3 separate regions of the Sus scrofa genome follow, and regions 1 and 3 are each linked to region 2. Evidence: chromatin contacts called from public Hi-C data. All regions are on one chromosome and are shown on one strand. Each heading gives the region's core, a stretch centred on a gene start, on an enhancer-like site or on the middle of the called end of the contact. The rest is flanking DNA. Distances are from core to core; before and after follow the strand shown.

Region 1 (4,363 bases), core at 967-3,466, 500 kb after region 2:
GGACTGAGGTGTGTGTGTTCTAATCGGATAGGAGGCCTGGGTTGGGTCTGGATACTGACTGAGCAGTCTGGGTGCCTGCTGGCTTAGAGTTAGAGAGTAGGGATTGGCTCTTTAGGGATCCGAGCTGTGTCTGCGATCAACACCACAGCTGACCGGCGACGCCTGATCCCCAACCCACGAGCCACTGAACAAGGCCAGGGATCGAACCCGCATCCTCATGGATACTAGTCGCATTCCTTTCCACTACTCCACAACAGGGAACTCCGGGATTGGCTCTTTAGAGTTGGCACAGGGAGACTGAGAGTCTCCATGCCCATTGGCCAGCAAGGCTGAGGGGCCTGGGTTTTGATTGGTTGTTCTGACTTGAAATGGGGAGAGGTGCAAATGGCTATAGGGCTGAGGAGCAGTGTATAGATTGTGATCTGCCTGCTGCATTCCAGGATTACGATGGAAGTTTGGTCTAGGAAAAAGATCTGATTGCTCCGCCTTTGAAAACGAGGGCAAAGGTGAGAGGACACAATGCAATGCTGATTCAACAGAAGATTGGGGGGAGGATAAACACTCGATTTCCGATGGGATTGATAAGCGGATAGGGAAATTGAAGACGAGACTCGCCGCAGATTGGCTTCCGCCCTAAAACGCCCACCAACCTTGGCCCTCCCCGCCTCTCCCACTCCTGACTGGGTCTCAACCAATAGAGAAAATGGCACCACACATGAGGGCGGGGTCGGAGGCACACAGAGAATTCCTACTGGTTGGGAGCAGCACTGGCCGCCTTGCGAGCCTCTCCATTGGCCAACTCCATAAGGCGAGGAAACCGTGAAGGGATGGGTAAGAATCACGGCTCTCTCGGACCCTGCGAGCTAGCCTAGAGAGACCTGGGAGGCTGTGGGAGAAGCCGCCGCAACCGCGCTGCTGGGTGAGTCCTCTCCGCCAGGACTGCCACTCCATCCCCTAGCTCTTAATTGCCAAATGACCGACCCTCGGCGCGCCTGCGCGAGACCCTTTCTCTCCGCCACCCGCCTGCCAACCCACGCCGTGCCTCCCCGCCCTCCCACGCGCTTGCGCAGGATCCCCGGCTACCGCGCTGTTGTCCGGACGACAGAAGATCCACCTTCTCATTGGGCAGCTGGAGTAGAGGATTCTGGTTTTGATTGGTGGTCTCTGTCTTTGACCCTCCTTTTCCTTTTTAGCGCCCCAAGCTGGGATCCTGTCCTCCACGTTCCTCTTTCTTGCAGGTTGGCTGCGGGTTGCACTCTTTCAGGAGGGATCGGGCAATCCCACACACTGAACCTGAGGGTAGTATTTCTGATTAGTTTTCTCTCTTCTGTCCTGCAGTTGTCAGAACTATGGGGAGGGTAATAGCTGTCCATTGAATGATGCAAGACAGAGACCCCTGCAGTGGGACCTAACCTGGTCGTTGTGTCTCCCCCAGCAGACTGTGACCCTTGAGGGCTGGAACCAGGCCTGGCTCCTTTGTCTCCCCCAGCCGTCTGTGACCTCTAAAAGCGTGGACCAAGCCTGGTTCCTGTGTCTCTCCCCACCAGAGCGTGACCAATGAGGGCTAGGATCTAGTCTGATTCTTGTGTCTGCTCACCAGACTGTGACCAATGAGGGCAGACTAGACCTGGTTCCTGTCTTCCCCTGCAGACTGTAACCAGTGAGGGCTGGGACCTGTTCTGGTTCCTGTGTCCACCACATATGGCTTCCGGAGGGCTGGAACAAACTTTCAGACTTTGCGTGGTCTTCCAGTCATGTTTTTAAAACAGCGTATAATTAATTGAGTCCATTTACATTTCTTATCATAACAGATTGATTTTGTGTGTGTGCGTGTGCTTGTGTGCGTGTGTGTGTCTTTTTAGGGCAGCACTGGCCTCATATGGAATTTCCCAGGCTAGGGGTTGAATTGGAGCTGTAGCTGTCAGCCTGTGCCACAGCCACAGCAATGCGGAGTCTGAGCTGCATCTGCAATCTACACCACAGTTCACAGCAACGTTGGATCCTTAACCCACCGAGCCGGGCCAGGGATCAAACCCACGTCCTCATGGATACTAGACGGGTTCATTACCGCTGAGCCAGAGGGGGAACTCCTAGATTTGATTTTATGATCTCATTCTGTGCTTTCCCTTTGTTTTTTTTTTCCCAGGTTTTTCCTCTTTCTTTGTTCTCCTTTCTACATATCCATACACAGCCCACAGCTGTCAGCCGACAAAGACATGACCACCAACGCCAGCCCCATGCATCCATACTGGCCTCGGCACCTGAGGCTGGACAACTTTGTGCCTAATGACTGCCCCACTTGGCATATCCTGGCTGGCCTCTTCTCCGCCTCTGGAGTCTTAGTCGTCACTACCTGGCTGTTGTCAGGTCGTGCTGCGGTCGTCCCACTGAGCACTTGGCGGAGACTGTCCTTGTGCTGGTTTGCAGTCTGTGGGTTCGTTCACTTGGTGATTGAGGGCTGGTTCTGTCTCTACCACGAGGAGCTTCTTGGAGACCAAGCCTTCTTATCTCAACTCTGTGAGTCCTAAGTTCTTCAGCGTGCTGTGGGAGGGAATTTCCTGGGCAGAGATTGGCTTAGATGGTCACCCACCCACTGACACTTTTCCCATTAATTAAATTTTTTTTTTGGTCTTTTTGCCTTTTCTAGGGCTGCTCTCATGGCACATGGAGGTTCCCAGGCTAGGGGTCGAATCGGAGCTGTAGCTGCCGGCCTACACCAGAGCCACAGCATCGTGGGATCTGAGCCTTGTCTGCGACCTACACCACAGCTCACGGCAACGCCGCGTCCTTAACCCACTGAGCTAGGCCAGGGATTGAACCTGCAACCTCATGGTTCCTAGTCGGATTTGTTAACCACTGCGCCACGACGGGAACTCCCCATTAATATATTTTTAAAATGTATTTAACTTTTTTGTCGCATATATATTCACATGGATCCAAAGCGATTTGGACCCATTTAAAGAAATATGCAGTGAAAATCTATCTACCTTCTATCTACCAAGTTGCCCCCAGTAATTGCTTATATTTCACACACATAAACCTCAGTTTGCTCAACTGTAAAAGAGGGAGAATTGTGGAGTTCCCGTCGTGGCGCAGTGGCTAACAAATCCGACTAGGAACCATGAGGTTTCGGGTTCGATCCCTGCCCTTGCTCAGTGGGTTAGCGATCCAGCGTTGCCGTGAGCTGTGGTGTAGGTTGCAGATGCAGCTCGGATCCTGCGTTGCTGTGGCTCTGGCGTAGGCCGGCGGCTACAGCTCCGATTCGACCCCTAGCCTGGGAACCTCCATATGCCGTGGGAGCAGCCCAAGAAATAGCAAAAAAAAAAAGAGGGAGAATTGTAATATCCAAATACACGTAAGACACTTAGAACAGGGTTTGGCAGGTAGTAGATACCTTATAACTATATCTTTACTTTTTTTTTTTTTTTTAGGGCCACTCTTGTGGCATATGGAGGTTCCCAGTCTAGGGTTCAAATCAGAGGTACAGCTGCCAGCCTACATCACAGCCACAGCAACACAGAATCCAAGCCACGTCTTCGACCTACACCACAGCTCACGACAACACCAGATCCTTAACCCACTGAGCGAAGCCAAGGATCAAACCCGTAACCTCAGGGTTCCTAGTCAGATTCATTTCTGCTGTACCATGACGGGAACTCCTTGTCTTCATCATTTTTATTTTTCTCCTTTTTGTAAATGATAACATGCTATATACACATCTTTTTCTTTTTCCCCTTTTTGTAGGGCCGTACTCAAGGCACATGGAAGTTGCCAGGCTAGGGGTCAAAACAGAGCTGCAACCGCCAGCCCTACGCCATAGCCACAGCAGCACTGTGCGCATTTGCAACCTATACCGCAGCTTGTGGCACTGTTGGATCCTTAACCCACTGAGCGAGGCCAGGGATGGAACTTGCATCCTCATGGTTACTATGTCGGGTTCGTGCCCCACTGAGCCACAATGGAAACTTCACTAGATACACTTTTGAACTTTGCTTTTTTAAAATGCCACTCAAATTCATAAAGAGCTTTGAAAGCATAACTATGACAGAATTAATTTGACTTTTTCAGGATTGATAGGCATCTCCCCCCATCTTTGGCTGTTACAAACACTACTCCTTTTTGACTTCATGAATGAATCTGCTAGAACATTCTACAAGTCTCTCTGTGGACATCTTCTTTCATTTCTCTTGGGTAAATATGGAGGCATGGAATGGCTGGGTCACATGGTGAATGTGCTTGACTTTATGAAAAACTGCCAAACTGTCTTCAAGAACGGCCGAATAAAAAAAAAAAAAAAAAAAAAGGGAGTTCTCTTCTTTGACGGCTCAGCAGTTAACAAACCCGACTAGGATGCATGAGGATG
Region 2 (4,643 bases), core at 587-3,086:
GGAGGGGGTTCTAGCTCCGAGTCCCCCATTTTACAAATGAGGGAACAAGTGAGGACAGACCGTGGTTAAACCATTTAAGGTCGTGTAGCTGCTAGGATTGGGGGTGGATGGGTTTTGAGACAAGGTGTGGGGTGGAGACAGCTCGGCAAGCCAAGGGCACAGCAAAAACAAAAGGCTTGGAGATGGGAGTGATTTAGCTTTTAAGGAGAGAGGCCTTGGGGGGGGGGCGGGGGTAGGATGAAGAGTGAGAGGAAAGTCTCAAAAATGCTCTGAGGGGCAACCTAACCTGGTACCTATGGCATCACCTTTGAGTAAGGAATTAAACCTCCCTGTGCCAAACGTTCCTCGGTCCCTATCTCAGGGGGTGGATGAAATGAGCTAACATTAAGCATTCAGCCTGGTACCCAGTAGGAGGTCAATAACCAGTAGCGTCTATAGGCATTATCGCTACTGCTAATGTATTCATTTCCTGGAGTGAGGCGGGATGTTTTAATGGTTAACAGTGTGTAAGAGGGGGGTGTGTTCTAGAGTAAAAAAAGACCTCGGTTCAACAAGCACACAGGCTGATCCACTACTAAGAAGGAGGGAGAGTGGCAGGGAAGGCCACAGACTGACCCACCCCAAGGGCCAACCCTCCTGGAGGGACTGCATAGCACTGGACTCACACGAGGGTGTACCCAACGGGTGTAAAGGCAAGCACATGGGTGGCAGGAAGTCCAATAAACAGATCCACTGCAAAGGGGTGGGTGGGTGGGTGTGTGTGTGTGTGTATGTGTGTGTGTAAAGGCTCATCTTATTTACTAGGGGCAAGGAGAGCAGAGAAACACACTGATTCCTGCACGATAATGGAAGAGAGAAAAACCATCACACAGACTGATTATAAGGAGAAGGGGACAAGGCCAGGGACTGGGCTACTGAAATGGGGAGATATAAAGGTCTAAACTAACCCACTATTCAAAGCAAGGGAGAAGCCCAGGCACTGGAGTGACAGTCTACAAAAAAGGGAGGATAGGGTGATGGGCTGATATGCAGGGGGACATGAATACAAGCATGTAGACTGATCCACTGTAAAAATGGTGTGTGTGTGTGTGTGTGTGTGTGTGTGTGTTAAAGCCATGGATTGATGCACTGGGGGACTGGAGGCAGGAATACAAATTCACAGGTTAACTCCCTGTTAAGGGGGGGGGTACAACGCCACGGAGTGACTCACAAGGAAGAGTAGGGATGGGAAAAACAAGGCCACAGACGGGGGCCGCTGAAACTTGAGGACCTGAGAAATACAAACACTCAGACGGACCTACTGTCAAAGAGTTAGACGCTGCCAGAGAACGGCACCCTCCAAGCCGGGGTTGGGGGGCAAGACCACGGACGAGTCTACTGTAAGGGGGGGTGGGGAGAAATACAAGCACTAAGACCGATCCATTTTAAAACAGGAAGGGGGGATTAGGCCACGGTCAGATCCACTACAAGGGGCGAAGGGACGGGACGATGCCACAGGCAGGTCCACCAGCCGTGGCGGTGGCAGTGAGGAGCCGAACACCAGAAGGCCATGGGCCAAGCCACATCCCCCGGCGCGGGGGCGGGAAGGATACGTGGGGTCAGGGACCGGGCCCTCAACCCTCCAGGCCCCGGGCTCACCTGTGCGTAGCGCTGCGGTGGTGTTGGCAGCTCCGGGGGGCGGGGGCTCCATGCGCGGCCCCACCGCCCCCCAGGCCCGGGATCCGAGGCGGCGGTGGCGGCGGCGGTGGCGGCGGCGGCGGCGGCGGCAGCGGCGGCGGCGGCAGCACCTAGAAGCCGCCCCTGCGTTTCCCCACCGCTCACGTGGGCCCGTAAAGGAGGAGCTGAGCTTTCAGCCGCTCGCTGATTGGTCAAAGCGCCACGGATCGACCGCGCGGCTTCCAGGGTTGGGGAGGCGGACCCTGCCCCATAGGGCCTTGCTGGGATTGGCCCTAGGGGAACTGACGGAACGCAGCCGGCCTCCTGGGTTCCGAGGGGGCGTGCTCGGCCCCGCCGACGCTCACCGCTGATTGGCTCAGGAGAGACTGCTAGGCCGTGGGCGATTGACAAGGTTCCGGGGGTGCCTGCCTCGCAGTGATTGGCCTATATGAGATTGATGGAAGACGGCCAGCCTCCGAGGATAGAAGTGGTTAGGCTCTGCTTCCTGCTGATTGGCGGGCGATGGACGCCTAGACAGCTGCCAAAACACCAATGGGCGGTGCCGAACTCCACGCAGCCCAGCGGAAGCAGGACTTGTATAGAAGTACACAGGCTAGCAGCCCCGCTGGGAGGAGGTCTGACCAGGGATCTGCGGAGGCGGGCAGGCTAACTCTGTGGCGATTGGCTAGAAAAGACGAATTTAGAACGAAGCAGAGGAAGGAGGGCAGGACAGCTGCCAGACGTGCGAAGGAGTGTTGAGTGGTGGAAACGAAATGCCTACAAGGGCAGGGTCGAGCTGCAGCCAGTAATAAAGGGGTGGAACCTGGCTCTGTATCGATTGGCGGAAGCTGGATTCAGCCTAGAATGAGGACCGGACCAGGGAGGGCGGGCGAGATCGGCCCTGCGCCCATTGCTGGAGCTGTAACTATTTAGAAGCTGGGACAAGGCCAAGGTTGGGCCTAGACGGGCGTGGGTGTAATTTAAGTTACCTGAGGAACGATTGGAGTGTGGGAGAAGGGTAAACTTTAGGGCCAGGAGTGAAAGGTTGATTGCCTTAGGGAACAAACCGCCACCCTGAATCGGCCCGTTCTCTATGGTTAATTCAAGCAGTAGTGCACAGGAAAGGAAATAGAAAGAAGGGTCAGGTGGGGGCCCAGGTTGCCAAGGCGATGGTAGAGAGGGCAGAGCGGAAAGTCAGGTGGCACATTCTGCCAGGAAACAGGCTGGAGGCGGCACTTCAGTGGTGCTTTAAAGATTCTACACAGACTGGATCTCTGCGCCTCCCAGTAACATTGTGCTTTAGAAACGGCACTTTAGCCAACAGCAGAAGTTAATGGGGGAAAGAAGGGCCACGTGACTCAAAGACATTCAGGCTCTTTAATGTCAAGGGAGGTAGGAAGAAGTCAGTGGCGAGGCTCGGGGAAATTCTGCAGACCTTGTAGTTCTCTAAGCCCCTGAAAAAGAGAACAGAAGAGATTGAACGGAGACTGGGTCCAGGCCCCACCTCAGGCTTGCTTGGAACTCCCTTCCCTCAGAGCCAGCCTGGTTCCTGTCTGACTCATTTGGAGGGAAAGATGGCCCTTCCCATCTCTGGCTCTCTCCCTTCCTCAGGACACCACCCTAAATATTTGGAGATAGAGTCTGGGAGTGGGGTGAGCTGCTCTCACCTCTAGCAACATGTGGATATGGGCCTTGATATTCATGGAGTCCTTGGTGAGGCTGTCGCTGAGCCTGGAGAAAAGAAACGAGAAAGGGCGAGGTGGGCCCCACTTAGGATCCGTGAGGATGATGTGCCCTCACCGCTTCAAGAACCGCCTAAGTCCTGGATGACTTCCACACGGCAGGTGGTGGGACCCCTACTACCTGGCCTGCTCCTAGGCAGACATGCCTGGCCGCCATCTGCACTACACTGATTCCAAGACCTTTACTGAATGCCTACTCTATGCCAGGTTGTTTTAGGTACTGGGGAGATAGCAGCAGACATAGCAAACGAAAATCTCGGCCTCTTGGAGCTCAGATTCTCATTAAGGGGGACAGATGATGGAGTAAAATATGGAGTATGTCAGATGGTTAAAATTATAATGAAAAAAAAATTAAATGAGAGAGGATATGGGAGTACAGGAGTGGGGGCTGGAATTCGAATTAGGGTGCTTAGGGATGGCCTCACTGAGAAGCGTTTGAGTAGAGACTTAAAACAAAGAAGCGAGTCATGTGGACATATGGAGGATGTGTGTTCCAGGCACAAGGGGTGGAGAGTGCAAAGGCTCTGAGGTGGGCGCGTACCTGGCATGTCTGAGGCCCAGCGAAGAGGCCAGTGTGGCTGGAGAAGAAAAAGTGAAGTGGGGAGGTAGAGGAGGCGAGGTCACGGAGGTAAGTGGGGGAGATAGTTCGTGTAAAATCTACCAGGCCATGGTGAGGACTCTGGCTTTGACTCTAAGTGGGATGGGAGCAAGGGGAGTATTGTGATCAGAGAAGGGAGGTCAAATGACTAGGGTTTCAGAGGATCCATCTGGCTGCTGTGTGGAGAACCGACTGGGGATAAGGACAGCTGGTGTGGAAGAGGAAGGCCACTGCAGAGGCTGTCGGAATCGTCCAGGTGAGAGATGCAGACTCGGACCGCAGTGGCAGCGGTTGAGGGGATGAGAAATGATTGGAGCTGGGATACTTCTTTGAAGGTAGAGTCAATAGGATTTACCAAAGGAGGATGTTGGATGCAAGAGAGAGAGGACTCAAGGAAGACACCAAGGCTTAAAGCAACTGGAAAGCGGGACCACTCTGGCTCTGGGCTGTTGAGCTACGCCAACCAGCCCATTCCTACCTCCTGACATCTAAGCCAACTGCGACCAGGCTCACCCAAAAGAAGCCTAAGTGATGCAAAGGATAAAAGAAGGCCTTTCTGAAGAATGAGTAAGAGTTAAACAGGACAGTCTTTCACAAGAAGTCCGAGAGGCCGGAAAGAGCTTCTAGAGGAGCAATCAGGAGGCCAG
Region 3 (4,412 bases), core at 45-2,544, 360 kb before region 2:
CTCGTTGCTGTGGCTGTGGCTGTGATGTAGGCCGGCCACTGTGGCTCTGATTAGACCCCTAGCCTGGGAACTTCCATATGCCGTGGGTGCGGCCCTAAAAAGCAAAAAAAAAAAAAAAAAAAAACGAAAAGTTCTGATGAAAGACTGTTCTTGACTGTTGCAAGGGCAGTGATATCCTTGCTATGTTCTTTGCTTTGCTCCTGGTGGCATGCCCCTAGTAGCCACTCAATAAACCTTTTTCAAATGAACAAATGTGGAGGATTTGAGGACAGGATACGTGATACAGAATTTGGGATAAGGTGATAAAGGCATTTTGTGTTAAACATCTTTGCTCAAACATCTTCCCAAGGAGGCCTTCCTTGACCCCGCTATTTAAAAATGTTACCTGTCCCCACTTTGTTCTATTTTTTCCAGTAACATTTAGCAGTTATCACATATATATTGTATTTATATATGTATTTAATTGTATATTCACATGTGAACATAGACTATACACAATGTATTTAATATGACATTTATTGATTTATTTTGTGTCTTTTGGGGGCCACACCCACGGTATATGGAAGTTCCCAGGCTAGCGGTCGAATGAGAGCTGTAAGCCACCAGCGTAGCCACAGCCACAGCCACACGGGATCCGAGCCGTCGCCAAGGCCGGATCCTTAGCCCACTAAGTGAGGCCAAGGGTGGAACCGGTATCCTCATGGATACTAGCCTGGTTGAGTACTGCTGAGCCACAACCGGAACTCCTATAAGACATTTACAGATGTAAATTATTTACCTATTGACACTATCATGTTATGTAAACTATGTAAACTTTATATGTCCACTTTATTTTATATAATTTACATTATAGTCACATGTTTTTAATATAATTGTAATTTATTTATTACATTTACGGTTTGTATCTCTCGCTAGTGTGTCAGCTCCGTGAGGGCAAGGAAGAATCCCTAGCACCTGGCCCACAGCTTGAGCTTCATAAATGTCAAATGAAAGAACTCCTTGGGCTACCCGAGCCTCAGTTTTCCCATCTGTAGAATGGGTGTGCCTTTCCCTGTGTTCTGATCCCCTTTCCTATGTCCTCTGCAGAGCACAGGTCCGGCAATTCCACAGCCCTAGTTTACATTTTCCCAGGGGCGCGGATGCTCACCACGTGCACCGGCCACCGGCCCGACCCGGACTACCATCCCCAGCATGCCTAGCGCGTTCGGAAAGTACCACAACCCTCAGGGGTGTCTGGGTCTGACATGGGCGCCGACGGCGCAGAAGCAGGGGCAGCCTCCCCTCTGGCTAAGTATCTGTGGTACGTTCCAAACCGGGGGCCCTCCAAGGCCCCGCGCTTCCGAGCTCCGCGCAAACTCTGGCTCTTCTTGAACGGCGGAGGTGGTTTGCTCTTCCGTTGCCCCGTGGCTTCGGCTCCTCTCCAGCAGGAAGGCGAGGCTTCCGCCCGGCGCAGGGGGTGAGCTGGAGCACGGTACCCCCAGCCTCCTGGACAGCAGTAGTTAAGGGAGGGGGCTCAATTTCGGGGATCCCCGAATGGGCATATTTGGGGGCTCTGGGCCCGGGGTGGCATTTAGAGGTGGCTTTTTTGAGGGAACCTTTAGCAAGGGGCGTTTAGGGACTCCAGGGTGGGATTGGGGAGTTTGTTTTAAGGAGCTTCCCTTGGAAGCCGGGTTTATATATCCCTCGGAGGCAGGCTTTATATATCCCTTGGAGACAGGGTTTGGGGGATGTTTGGGGAGACCTTTAGGGTCCGTGTATGAGTGCTCTGTCTACGGGGCAGGATTTGGTGTGCTTCGCAAGGGTGGAGGCAAAGTTTGAGGTTCCTGAACTCAAGGCGGAATTTGGGGAGGGCTCGTTTCAGGAAAGGTCCTGATGACAGGGGGAACGTTCGGGACCGACGTGGCATGTGGAGTTATCCGTGGCCTTTGTGACCTCTAGTTCTATTATGATGTCTCACCGCGTTTGGGTATTAGGGGCGGGGAGACTGGGCAAGTTGGGGCCCTCGCTTTTTTTTTAGGAAGAGGAGCCCCTCGCTCAGGCTGTGGAAGAGACGCCGGTAGGCTCTCCCCGAGGGGTCAGGGTGCCACCGGGCCTTGGTGGGCCGTGGCTTTTTTCCTCATTCATGAGGAGGTGGGCTGTCGAGGAAGCCCGTTTTTGCCCCTTTCACACCTGGTCCGATGGAAGTATCAGCTTGTGAATTTTTCACGAAGGGGAGGATCGGTGTGCTGTAGGGGCGTTCTGCAGCCTGCCCGGCAAGTTAGATCTCATTGATTAAGCGTAAAGGTGAGTAGGGCCCGGAGTTTTCTGTGGCTTTTCCAGGGGCGTAGCTTTTACGGCTTCATCTGCATGATCCGCTGTTAGCTTTCCCTTAGAGGTTTCAGGACTGAAGTTTTGCATCTTGCGTCCGGGACGAGGCCTCCCGCATTGTTCATTCCTTATTGCCCAGTAACCCCAGAATTATCAACAAAGGCTGTAGATGCCAATCTCATTGATCCACGCCAGCTGGTGTGATCTTTGGCAAGTTGTTCTGTGAGCCTGAAAAAAATGAGTCTGAGCATAATGATGATCAGATTAGTTTACACTCATTCGGCATTTTATTAGCCCATTTAATCCCCACAACAATCCCAGGAGGTAGGTTATTATCATCCCGTTTTATAGATGAGGAAACTGGGACACCAGGAGGCCAAGTAGTTTGCCTGCGGTTACTCCCCGTCTGTGAGTGGCTGGGCCAGGATTCTAAATCCAGTTAGTCTAGTTCCAGAGTTTGTAGTCTTAATCAAATGTCCGAATGTCTCTCTCCCACCCATCCAATTTAATGGTGCTACTACTGTGGATGGTCATATAGCACCCTGTGCCAGACACTGTTCTGAGCCCTTTCTACATATGTATTCATTTAAACTCCGTCGCAAGGTAGGTGACTGCTGCTCTCATTTTATGAGCAGGGAAACAGTGGCCCAGAGAAATGAGGTGTCTGGCCCTAAGTCCCACAGCTAGGCATCAGTGGGTGGAAATGATTTTTGTGAGGGTTTAAGAACTCTCTAAGGAGGTCGCTTTTGAACTGAGACCTGAAGGACAAGAAGGAACTGATTTCCTGCTCTGCATTCCTGAGTCCAGTGGCACAGTGCATGGAAGGGACGCATCACAGGAACCCTCACATAGAAGGCCATCAGTTAATGTGATCTATTATTACTATTGGATGGAAATGTATAGCGCGCTTATTGTGTGCTGGGGCTTTGGTATACAGTTGTATCTCTGGTGACCAGGTAGTCTATCCTAGCTATTTAAGTATCTAATGCTTAAAAAATTTGGCAGTACCCTGTACCAGCACTGTTCTGAGCTCATTCCATTGTTCATATTCTCTGGTTTCCATTGGAACACATTTTGCCTTTATAAGGTAGTTGGGTTCTGGAGTTCCTGTCGCGGCTCAGTGGTTAACGAATCTGACTAGGAACCATGAGGTGTGGGTTCAATCCCTGGCCTTGCTCAGTGGGTTAAGGATCCGGCGTTGCCAAGCGAGATGTGGTGTAGGTTGCAGACATGGCTCGGATCTCACATTGCTGTGTGCAGGCTGGCAGCTACAGCTCCGATTAGACCCCTAGCCTGGGAACCTCCATATGCCACAGGAGCAGCCCTAGAAAAGGCAAAAAAAAGACAATAAATAAATAAATAAATAAATAAGGTAGTTGGGTTCTATAACTCTCCCCATCTTACAGTTGTAGAAACTGAGGCACCTGCCAGAGGCATGTAGTAAATCTGGGTTTGGTTGGACCAAGGCAGCCTTGGTTCACGTGCAGTTAGTTAAGGGTAGGGAGGAGGCAGCTACACTTCCCCTGGGTTTCCCCTGTGGCTTTGCAGCATCTTTCATTATTCATGAACAGGAAGGAGGGACCATGTTGCCTTGGCTGGAGTACCATCATCCCTCCTTGCTGCACGGGGCTGTTTCTGTCCATCCAGCCTCCTGCATAATTCATGAGTAACTGGGTGGGACCTTTCTTGACCTCTCTGCGTTTCCAGGTTGGGCCGCAGGCAGCATCATCATTCATTATTCATTAGCCGAGGGTGGGGGGGCAGTGTGTTGCAGGCAGCATCATCATTCATTATTCATTAGCCGAGGGTGGGGGGGCAGTGTGTTTTCCCTTTGTTAGCCCTATTTCCCCGCTTACAGGGTTTTAGACGGAGCAATAGGCGGACCTGTCTTTTGTTCTTGCCCACAGGGCCTCATGCATTATTCATGATAAGATGTGGCCTCCGTCTCCTTGGCTTCCGGGCTGCAGCAAGGTCATTCATTATTCATGAGCATTGGGGTGTGGCTTCCATGTTTTAACATTGGCTTTCTGGTTCCAGGGTGTTAGTCAACCAGCCACCCGGCCTCATGCATAATTCATGATCAGGAAGTGTGGCCTTGCTGTCCT

What was found. A called contact is a pair of places that touch in the nucleus more often than the background predicts.
Region 1: a contact with region 2 is called in a Hi-C map of liver, with 4 times the contacts expected there. The contact joins the promoter of EBP here to the promoter of ELK1 in region 2. A contact is called at or near these places in 1 of 5 promoter capture datasets (liver) and 3 of 47 Hi-C or Micro-C datasets (heart right ventricle, liver and skeletal muscle).
Region 3: a Hi-C map of liver shows a contact between it and region 2, with 2.9 times the contacts expected there. The contact joins the promoter of UBA1 here to the promoter of ELK1 in region 2. A contact is called at or near these places in 3 of 47 Hi-C or Micro-C datasets (embryonic fibroblasts, heart right ventricle and liver).

What each region holds. Positions count from the first base shown.
Region 1 is chrX:42,669,843-42,674,205 of Sscrofa11.1, forward strand. EBP (emopamil binding protein (sterol isomerase)) reads left to right here and starts at 2,217. Exons shown (of 4, transcript NM_001167646.1): 1 at 2,217-2,517. The coding sequence starts at 2,217.
Region 2 is chrX:42,173,128-42,177,770 of Sscrofa11.1, forward strand. It overlaps ELK1 (ETS domain-containing protein Elk-1), which reads right to left and starts at 1,837. Exons shown (of 6, transcript XM_013990888.2): 1 at 1,639-1,837. It overlaps UXT (protein UXT), which reads right to left. Exons shown (of 7, transcript XM_003135055.5): 6 at 3,324-3,387; 7 at 3,015-3,110. The coding sequence ends at 3,060.
Region 3 is chrX:41,809,432-41,813,843 of Sscrofa11.1, forward strand. UBA1 (ubiquitin-like modifier-activating enzyme 1) reads left to right here and starts at 1,295. Exons shown (of 26, transcript XM_021080354.1): 1 at 1,295-1,456.